Linked DNA regions of Danio rerio: region 2 is linked to region 1. The links are chromatin contacts, called in public Micro-C maps. All regions are on one chromosome and are shown on one strand. The core of a region is the stretch at or near the end of the contact, and the rest is flanking DNA. Distances in the headings are between cores, read along the strand shown. Region 1 holds the start of l3mbtl1b (L3MBTL histone methyl-lysine binding protein 1b). Region 2 holds the start of pdp1 (pyruvate dehydrogenase phosphatase catalytic subunit 1).

Region 1 (5,780 bases), core at 1,139-3,638:
ATAATTTGTTTTAAATAAAAGTTATGTTTACATAAGAAACATTAGGTCTACTCTTCGTTGTTGTGCAAACGCTGTCCTGCAATGATTTTGTAACAGCTGTCATCAGTGGACCATCGAAATTAATCTTCAGCTGTTTTGAGTGTTCATGTTATTTTTATAAATCACATTGACATTATAGTTTCTGAGTTTGGCTTCAACCAAACAACATGCTCCACAATAGAAGGCCAGAAATAACACTTAAAAATAAAATAAAGAATCAGTTCATTAAATGTAATAATTCGCTTATAAAATGTATATAAATAAATACCCGATATATATATATATATATATATATATATATATATATATATATATATATATATATATATATATATATATATATATATATATATATATATATATATATACATTTGACGTCAGAAATATCAGTTCCCCGAATTATTAGCCCCCTGTTTGTTTTTTCCCCAATTTCTGTTTAACGGAAAGAAGATTTTTTCCAACACATTTCTAAACACAATTGAAACATAATTTTTTAATAACTCGTTTCTAATAACTGATTTACCTTTGCCCTGGTGACAGTAAAAATATTTGACTTGATATTTTTTAAGACACTTCTCTACAGCTTAAAGTGACATTTAAAGGCTTAACTATTTTAAATAAGTTAACTAGACAGGTAAGGGTAATTAGCAAAGTCATTGAATAACAGTGGTTTGTTCTGCAGACAATCAAAAAAAAAAAAAAACCTGCGTAAAGGGGCTAATAATTTTGGCCTTAAAATGGTGTTTAAAAAAATTAAAACAAATAAAACAAGAAGAAAAAAAAAAATCAGACATACTGTGAAAATTTCCTTGCTGTTTTAAACATCATTTGGGAAATATTTCAAAAATAATTAAATGGGGCTAATAATTCTGACTTCAAATGTATGCATGTACACACACACACACACACACACACACACACACACACACACACACACACACACACACACACAACATCCACACACACTCACTCATACACTACAGATAATTTAGCCTACTCAATTCACATGTCTTTGGACTGTGGGGGAAACCAGAGCACCCGAAGGAAACTCACGCAAACGCAGGAGAACATGCAAACTCCACACTGAAACGCCAACTGACCCAGTCGAGGCTTGAACCAGCGACCTTCTTGCTGTGAGGTGACAGCACTACCTACTGCGCCACTACATCACCATAATTCATCTTTAAATAGGTAAATTAGTAGGCATTTAAATGTATTTAATTTGTGTTTAAATGTCATTCAATAAAACAATGCATTAAAAAAACATACATAACAATGTATTTTTGCATTACTAAACAGACATAAACAGATACTAAATAATTAATGTTTTAAAACGTTGATCAAACAAATTCTATATAAAGTACATTAATAATTTTTTAAATGACAAAATAATAAACATTTATAAATGTAATTTAATAAAACAATAAAACAATGCATTATTATTTTAAATTATAAATACATATACACATTTTAATTTAAATTATTTCATCTTGTTTAATAACGTGAATTTATGAAATAATAAAAAGTATTAATAAATCATTTAAATGCACACTTTAAATTTTATTTTAAGCATTTGACAAACGTCAAGTGCAATTTATTTACATACATTCTTATGTTTGAGTAATTAAATATTTTTCTTAGCTCATTATCAGTCTCTCCTGCTCCTCCACACTCACCTCGCAACATTAATGTCAATTTTTAAGCTCACAGCGCCATCTTGTGGTGTCTTTGCTTTCTTCCTTCACGGCACTTTCTCTGCACAATGCGGCTGTTAAAACATTGTATTTGAACATTATGAACTTCCGTTTTAATGGTTGAAACGCTGTTGGTTCGCGAATAATATCTAGTTCTCTGTTTATTATCAGACATATGACCGTAATACTCCTTTTGCTAAAAAAAAAAGATTTGCTGCGTAAAACCTGAACACGTGATAGTTACAGGAAATCAAATCATAGGATCACCATACCAAGACTAAACAGAAGAGCTACAAATTCACACTTTAAAAACAACAGCACGTTACTGTGAACGCGCACTTGCAAGGTTACATTAAACATTAAACACAACTATTAGTGATCCCATTTGAATAAAGCGGACTCCTTTTGTTTTAAGAGCGTCAAAACCGTAAGGAGATTCAAATACCACATACTATATCTTTAATATAAGGCCTTCTTAGAGCAACACGCACTGATTAAGCGAATTCTGGGGTCACGTAAGGACTCTAGGTGCTTCAGTTCGTCTAACTGTTTGCATCATGAAGAGCATCCTTCACAAACAAACGTTGCGATGAAGTTTATAGAGGCTATAGAAGTTGGACGACACATATGAATCGGCGCATGCGCAGTAACGCCGCCATCCAGCTCTAAATAAGAGTTAAGAGAGAAACGAGGTGAGTTGCACGTTTATCAATAAATATGACGTTCGTGTCGTCACCCACGCAGTAAACAACGATACTAACACAGAGTGCGTTTGTTGTTTAACAGTTTTCAACCACTGCGGCGATTTTTAACGACCTTTAAAAAGCGTAAAGATAAATAGAAGTGACAAGTTTGTGCAGAAGAAATTAAAAGCATGCATTTCTTTATTTCCTCGTGTCTGCGTGCAGCCGAATTGTTATTTTTATATCAGGATGAATGGCAACTTATCCAAAGTATCTCGGGGAATGTTTTTCTTTCGGATAAGCACGTGAAACTGTTGATTTGGTTTATTGTAGGCTGCCCTGCTAATGTTACAGCTAGCCAGGGCTATCAGTAGGGCTAACGACATTCCGTGACAAGGGGAAAGTAAGGAGTTTCTTATCGGAGGGGAAAACATTGCGTTTTAATAAAACAAGTTGTACACTTGGCCTTCCAGGGTTAGTTGAAGGTCTGAGCGACGCGAAACAGTCCAGAGAACTGTTATAATTTACATACTTTAAACGTGTCGGCGGCCCTTTGCTATGCTCCGCCATTTTGTGTGTCAGTCGAATGCTAATAATGGGCGCTCGCGCATTGCACTTTATTTATGCTCGGAATAAATTCTGGCATCACTTGAAATATTCAAACAATGTTTTTTAATAAACCTGATGACCTTTTATGTGATGTTTGCCGGGTGCCGTTACTGTACAGTCTGAGATTTGGATGCAATTTTGATTTATGATAAACGACAGGTCAAGAACGTTATTACAGTAGTGCTTGTTGTATACGAATGATAACGCACTTAAATGACCAATTTCTTATTTAAAAACAAATTCATCGCGGGTACGCACGTTTTGACTTGTCTATGCGATCATCCGCCCGCTTTTAAAGCACAGATTTAAGGAGAATCTTTTAAAACAAGGAAAAGCCGAACTTGTTCTTCTAACTTTACTTTTCGTCGGTTTTATTCATGACTAAGCAGCAAAGTAGTTTAATTGTGTCAGTACGAGTCTGTATACATGACTAGCTCGTACAAATTAACATAACAACTATGTTGAAATACATATTTTTGTCCTTCTGAAAGTGCTTGGTGTAATCCGTACTGTAAGCACTAGTCGCCCTCCAGCGGGATTAGATGGAATTACAAGCGACGCACAGTTGTTTCGTAAACCTGAGTTGCGGTCGTTTCATCATCCACAGACAAACAATGTTTTCGAAGCGTTTTCATGATTGAAAACGATATCTTTGATTGCTTAAACGATATCTGCTTGTGTAGTGCTTAAAAAGTATTGGTGCATTTTCCGACACTTGCCACATGGAAGTGATTATAATCAGGCCTTTGAAGATCGCTGACGTGCAGACTTGGTGCAGTGGTCATTGTTTTCAAGAATTATTATTATCAAATAGCAGTGATGATTCACTAATTATATCATATTCTTACATTATATTGCGTTTAAAGTTATCTAGCATAATCACAGCACATATTTGAGACCCAAAATGCAGTTGGTTATCTATAAACACCAAGAGGTGCTCAACATTTAACAACAACTTATGTGATTAAAAACAAGACAAGCGATATTTGAAGCAACAAATGTCATGATAATGCCTTACCGGGTTTGTTTTCTTATTTGACGACCTTCAGTTTTGGATACATGGACAAATATTTGAACCAGCATATATTTGTTTTTTTGCCTTATATTTTATCGATAGTGTTAGCTACTAAATCATAAATGTCTGGAAAAGTAATGTAAATTCAGTAGTTTGATAGAGCCCTTAAGAAATACAGCTATTAAAATGTAGTTGTAATGCTTTTATTTTTCAGAAATTATTTAAAGCATTTTAATTTAGAGGGTTATTATTTTTAGTCTACATAAATAAAAATAGTTTTTTTAATGCAAAAATTGCAAAAGATTGAGTCAAAAAAAATGAGAATTCTGAATTTATTAATCATTTGATTTGTTGATCAATTTTGTATCAGGCTCAAAACTTATCACAATTTTTATTTATCTGCTAATGTGTCTTGTACTGGCTTTAAAAAAAAAAAAAATTTTTTTGGAATTGGTCGATTTTAATATCACCATTTTCCTAATCACTAAAGGTTGGTCATTACAGTGTTTGCCGACACTCATGTCACTGTCTGTGTTGTAACACTACATTTTTATTTCAGGTCTCATTTATGTTTTACAGAAAAAGATGGCAGAGACATCTGTAAGTGATGGCCCTGCCACAGGAGGTGATTTTGACATGATGAGTGCTCTAGACTGGAAGGACGGCATAGCCACGTTGCCTGGAAGTGACATTCGGGTACAAATATTTAATCTTTCTAATTCATTAAGAATGACATGAGGAACATATATGAATGTCGCTAATGAAAAATCTTTTCACTCTCTTTAGTTTCGGATGACTGAATTTGGCACTTTGGAGATTGTCACAGAGGCAGAACCCAAAATTAAAGAAACAGAGCTTACAGACCCACAGCCTAAAATTACAGGCCCAATCAACCGTCATCCACCTGACTTAAACACAACTTCAAATCAGACTGCAAAGATCCAGTCAAATACTGATCATCAGACAAGTACTCCTGGTAAGTGAATGGCAAGAAAGTAAACTTCAGGTTTTTTGCACATGTTATCTTTTGAGTGCTGTATTATGCAAATTTTGCATTTAAGCAAAGTATACACCTACTGTACACTACCTGACAAAAGTCTTGTCGCCTATTCAAGTTTTAGGAACAACCAATAATAACTTGACATCTAGTTGATCATTTGGTACCAGAAGTGGCTTATTTGAATGGCAAAGGCCTCTAGATTATGCTTATTTTACCAAAATAAGATATGATCATGCCTTGATTTTTAATGATTTAATTAGGACAGTAAGGTCTGACTTTGCTTAGACAAAAGTCTTGTCACTTAACAGAAATAATATACAGTATCTAAAATGAAGTCATGGTGCAGTCAAAAAATAATGAATATTGTGTATGACTCCTATGAGCTTGGAGGACTGCATCCATACATCTCTGCATTGTCTCGAATAACTTATTAAGAAAGTCATCTGGAATGTCAAAGAAAGCATTTTTGCAGCACTCCCAGAGTTCATCAGGATTCTTTGGATTCATCTTCAATGCCTTCTCTTTAATCTTACCCCATACATGCTCAATAATGTTCATGTCGGGTGACTGGGCTGGCCAATCCTGGAGCACTTTGACCTCCTTTGCTTTCAGGAACTTTGATATGGAGGCTGAAGTATGAGACGGAGCGCTATCATGCTGAAGAATTTGCCCTCTCTTGGGGTTTGTAATGTAATGGGCAGCACAAATGTTTTAATACCTCAGGCTGTTGACGATGCAAT
Region 2 (5,756 bases), core at 109-2,608, 290 kb before region 1:
TTAAAATTAATTTCATTACAATCCACTGGATGGCTGTGTTGAACCTTTTGAGCAGGGTCACCCTCAGCGTGGAGTAAGTTAGTAAAATAAAGATGATGCCATTTCGGGAAGATGCATGCAACATTTATGACAGGTTTTCAATAAAACATCAGTCAGTTTGTCGGCTTAAAAAAAACTATTTTGTGGTGCAGTAATGAAATTTATGTGAGCTAAACGGAGAAATGTTTCTGTTAGATAAAACAAATATTGCCAAATATCATTCAAATTTGGAAAAGGCTATATTACAATTTATCATCACATACATTACAATATATTGAAAATCACAATAAAATTGGGACCACCAAAGTATAATCCTGATCATCGTGGTTTTCCCTATCAATACAAAAAATGTAGATCATCAACATTGAAAAATAATCAGAATGTATGGGCATAATAATTTGTTTGGTGTGGTCTGGGTTCATAATAGTAGGTCTTGCACACATAAAATTACTTATGTTCCCTAGTTCTTAACTTCTTATTTAGAATATATGTCTGCAAAACAGCACTTTTTTTTTTACTTTAGTTCTCCAAAGCCAATTGAACAAAACGCAGTCAACCCATGTGCTGAAAGCATATAATGATCTCACAGTGATTAGAACTGATTTCTGTGTCCACCGGAAAATAAAAGTTTTTATTTTTTTATTAATGCTTAAGGAACAAAGTACAGAACTATACAAAAAATAAGAAAGAAAGAAAGAAAGAAAGAAAGAAAGAAAGAAAGAAAGAAAGAAGGAAGGATCAAGAGTGTACAAAAAAGAAAATATAAGTAAGACAAATAAATATATGTGTATACTAAGAAAGGGTAAATGCCTTGTGGGATTGCATGATCTTAGAGGTTTCAAGTAAAACAGCTTTAATGGCTTAATAGTGCTTTGCTTAATTTGTTCGTAATGTTCTAATTCTTTAGTATAGCAGTATAAATGTTATTGGTTATTAAATTTGCATCTGTTTTATGGTTGGCCTACTTTGTACATATTATCAAACGTTTAATAACATGAGCTTCCTTCTCAATTTTTGTTACAGTTCAAAAATCCAAAAATAACACGTTGGTATTCTAAACGAAAATTTGGCAATAATTTGTAGATTATGAATTTGGAGATGTTGAATATTTTTTCTGAGAATTGACAATGCGGTACCGTTTTTGGCTGTGTTAAACAAAATTAACAGTTTTTATCAATTTCCTGTCTAAACCTGTAAAGAAAATGTTTTGCAGGGTCAAATTTATGCAGAATTTTAAATGAGACGGAAAATAAAAGGTTAAAAAGGACACCTCTTATGACGAGGCAGCTACGTATAGCGGTGGGTGTGGAGGCGAGCTAGGCTCTAGAGATGCAGGCGGGGTGTTAGTGTGTATGAACTCATGTAGTCTGATCAAACACTGACCACAAACTCAGTCGCCCACTGATATCCTCAGGTAAGAATTCGCAGGTTTTGTTTTGCTGCAGAGTCGCGTATGCAATTCTCTTGACGAAGATGTGCAATGGATTCCAAACGGCGGAATTTAGTCGCACTGGCGTTTGATACTTGTCTGCGTTATAGCCACACAGTTAAACGGGTTTGGATTACAACACTTGCACTATCTAAAAAAGTTTTGTCCACTTTAAATACACGCGCAGTTATCGAATTGCATTTCTGTGTGGTGATTGCTACTGATTGTTTGGTATGTCGCTGTGCCCAAATGTAAACAATATGGCAACTTAGTAGCGAGTATGGGCTGTAGCTATGCTGGCTGGCTGGTCCGATGTGGATGGGGCGTAGTACTACACTGAGCCTTTTCTCTTTTTGGGACTGTCGTTAAGGGGAAATACGTTGACACATGATACGGTATTTAGCATGCTGCACAGCTCATCGCATTCAAACTAGCTCCTTAATTAGAACGACATAAAACGTGTTTTTAGTGTTTGCCACTACCTCCCTGTATCCATTCTGGCTGAATACTTGATGTATTTCTGTTTTTAAAAGAGAAAACCAATTGGAATTGAAGATCTTAAAAGTAAAAGTAATTGTAATATAAGTTCCAAATTTTCCGGTAATCACAATATTTAGATTAAATTTGGCATCATTCAACCGCCAACTTATCCAGCATATGTTTTTAGGAAGCGGATGCCCTTTCATCTGCAACCCATCACTGGGAAACTAAATTTGGCATCAGTGCCACTAAATTCTAAATACAATTCTTAAATTAGAGTCATTGGGAATTTTATATTGACACTTCTTTGTAAGCCTATATTGTCGTTCCAGAGGTGAACTTTTAATCTGTGCAAGTTTTAGTGCAGAAAAAAAGTCTTTAGTATCTTGAAATCCTCCTAATTAAAATAAACCCTGCTTTTTACAGGTTAATTTAGGCAATTTTATTCATTAATAGTGTTGCCATGAATGCATAATTTTGAAGATGAAGAACATCTCCGAGAACATCATGTGTTGTCATCTTGTAATTGCATAAGTTATTACATGGTGTGGATGTTTTTAATGGTATATTACAAGAAAAGTTAAACTGTAAATATACACATAAATTTGTGTTAATGCCATATTGGAATGACCATAATTATTAGATTCCAACTAGTAAAATGCATTTATGTACTAGGGGAAGTTGTAATTATCACTAAATACTACTTAGCATTATGTTAAGTCTTTAAATGCATATTTCTGACTAAGACATAAAGAACTACATATAATGCCACATGTCATCTTGAAATTACTGTAGTAGCTGAAAGAAGAGAATGCAGCTCAAAACGCTAAAATAAAAATAAGTTGAAGGCAAATTACACAACGGAAATTATTTTAAATATGTTGCAAACCTGAATTGAATGGAATTGTTTTTATGAACACTTGCATTTTAACAAATAGTGACTAATAAAACAGAATAGTTTTGCTTTATGTAATAGCTAAATGTTACAGGAGACAGTAACAGGCCAGTAGGACAGTCAGTGTCTCCAATGCCAAGAATGTAGTAGCATTGGACTATAAATAGCCTTAGGTCACTCTCCCATCCTGAACGGAATGGCTTTTCCATGCCGTGACCTTAGCCTTGTCTTGATCAATGAGACTAATCTTCTGAAGACTTGCGATATAAATTGCAGACTTTTATGCCATGAACTTGAAAAAAATGATGTCAAACCTATTTTAATTGTGAATCTGAAAATGGTTTAATAATCTACATTTCAAACAGAGAGTGAAAAATGAATTTTGTTTCATTTTGTAAATAAGCTATGGTTTTCCTGCAGGTCCTTCGAGGGTAAAGTCAAATTATTATGGCTGCTACCTCCCAGGTTTTCAGGGTCATCCATGGCAGGAGATTTGGTCAGATCTTTGTGCCAGCCATAACATGCCAAATCTGCATTCAGACTCCTCATCCCTGTTCCAGTGCAGCTCAGACACACATCTCTGATCAAAGATGGCGGTTCCAGTCACGGGGATACAGGACCTCACCTGCAAGGCACACCTACTACCTGACTCCACCTCAGGTTAACAGCATCCTAAAGGCTAATGAGTACAACTTCAAAGTTCCTGAGTTTGATGGCAAGAACCTCAGCTCGGTCATGGGTTTTGACAGTAATCAGCTGCCAGCAAACGCACCCATTGAGGATCGGCGAAGTGCAGCAACGTGCCTCCAAACACGTGGAATGCTTTATGGCGTATTTGATGGCCACGCCGGCTGTGCTTGTGCTCAGGCACTCAGCGAGCGGCTCTTCTATTATATCGCGGTTTCATTGCTCCCACATGAGACATTGATCGAGCTTGAGAACGCAGTGGAGAACGGAAGACCTCTTCACCCCATTCTACAATGGCACAAGCATCCCAACGACTACTTCAGCAAAGAAGCCTCACGCCTTTACTTCTCCAGCCTGCGCACTTACTGGCAGGAGCTCCTGGATCTGAGCGTTCCTGGGGAGCAACCTGAGGTTGCGGAAGCTCTTGTGACTGCCTTTAAAAGGTTGGACAATGACATCTCCCTGGAAGCACAAGTTGGTGACCCAAATGCGTTCTTGCACTACTGGGTGCTTCGTGTGGCATTCTCAGGCGCTACGGCATGTGTTGCACACATTGATGGTAACGAGCTCCATGTTGCCAACACTGGAGATGGACGTGCAGTCCTGGGTGTTCAAGAACCCGATGGCTCTTTTTCTGCTCTCACGCTCACCAATGACCACAATGCGCAGAATGAATCTGAGGTTCAGCGTGTACGGTCAGAGCACCCGCACTCTGAGGCCAAAACTGTTGTGAAGCAGGATCGGCTGTTAGGGTTACTCATGCCATTTCGAGCCTTTGGAGATGTTAAATTCAAGTGGAGCATCGAGCTGCAGCGACGTGTTCTGGAGTCGGGACCGGATCAGCTCCATGAGAATGAGCACGCCAAGTTTATCCCACCCAACTACCACACGCCACCCTACCTTACAGCAGAGCCTGAGGTTACTCGACACCGCCTTCGTCCTCAGGATCGTTTTCTGGTGCTGGGCTCGGACGGGCTGTGGGAAACACTGCACAGGCAGGAGGTGGTGAGGATTGTGGGGGAGCATCTCACCGGGGTGCACCAGCAGCTGCCGGTCAGTGTTGGTGGTTTTAAGGTGACCCTGGGTCAGATGCAGGGATTGTTGCAGGAGAGAAAGGCTCGCATCTCCTCCACCTTTGAGGACCAAAATGCAGCTACACATTTGATTAGGCATGCGGTGGGGAGTAATGAGTTTGGAATGGTGGACCATGAGAGACTGTCAAAGATGTTAAGTTTGCCAGAGGAATTAGCTCGCATGTATAGGGATGATATCACAATTATTATAGTACAGTTTAATCCACACGTCATTGGGGGACAGTAGAACAGGACAGATTGTTCCTCCCACACGCTCTCTGTTACATATATCTTCACTTTTAATCTAACGCACAATCTCGACGCTGCATTATCCACAATATCAGCACAGCAAAACGTTACCTTTTACCAGTGGAATGTATTACTCTTTTATGCTCACTTTTATATTCATGGCAGCTGCCTCAAAGGGGAATCATATCTCAGCTGTGAGCTGTGTTGGATCCTAATGTTATATGTGGAATGAAGCTAAACAGAAAAGGTCATGCTGAGCCCACTACAGAACCGCTTTCACAATTGGTCAAATTGCACCACCAAACCATAAATCAAGATTGGAACTCCTGGTGACATTGACTAATGTAGGTTCAGCTAATTTTGCACTGAGGAGAGATTTGTATAGTAGGGATGATACTGTGCCAAAATGAGCTTTTATATTGTATGCTTTCAATTCTTCAGGAGTGAAAAGGGCAAGAGAAACAAAGGTCATTTAAAAAACGGTGAGTGAGAATAGCTAGTAAAATGTATCCACATAAGTCCTTTTAAATTCCTCTGTAAGGTGTGTTGTATAATGAATGAGAGGTTGGCTTCAGGCGACAGTTCACTAAAAATTTTAATTCTGTCATTTATTCACCTTTATATTAGTCCAAACCTAAATACTTTATGCGCTTAAAAACAACATGCCCTGCTGGCAAAGTTAGTTGGACTCAGTGTTGTTTCAGACCCCATTTGACAATATACAGTCAACCCCAAAATTATTAATACCTCTGTGAAATTCTGACTTAAAGCTTTTTGTCTAAATGTTAATAAATAAATATCATACAGCAAAGGTCTCAAACTCGATTCCTGAAGAGCTGCAGCTCTGCACAGTTTTGCTTCAACCCTAAATCAAACACCGCTAATGCAACTTACTAATCAAGAT

The links. A called contact is a pair of places that touch in the nucleus more often than the background predicts.
Region 2: a contact with region 1 is called in a Micro-C map of caudal fin, with 5 times the contacts expected there. The contact joins the promoter of pdp1 here to the promoter of l3mbtl1b in region 1. A contact is called at or near these places in 3 of 18 Hi-C or Micro-C datasets (caudal fin, embryo and hematopoietic stem cells) and 1 of 4 datasets of contacts at active chromatin or transcription factors (embryo).

Annotation. Positions count from the first base shown.
Region 1 is chr16:29,647,767-29,653,546 of GRCz12tu, reverse strand. It overlaps l3mbtl1b (L3MBTL histone methyl-lysine binding protein 1b), which reads left to right and starts at 2,388. Exons shown (of 22, transcript XR_012392111.1): 1 at 2,388-2,499; 2 at 4,620-4,736; 3 at 4,827-5,016. It overlaps sgk2b (serum/glucocorticoid regulated kinase 2b), which reads left to right. Exons shown (of 12, transcript NM_001076564.1): 12 at 1-39.
Region 2 is chr16:29,939,449-29,945,204 of GRCz12tu, reverse strand. It overlaps pdp1 (pyruvate dehydrogenase phosphatase catalytic subunit 1), which reads left to right and starts at 1,358. Exons shown (of 2, transcript NM_001111158.1): 1 at 1,358-1,453; 2 at 3,264-5,236. The coding sequence starts at 3,291. The coding sequence ends at 4,850.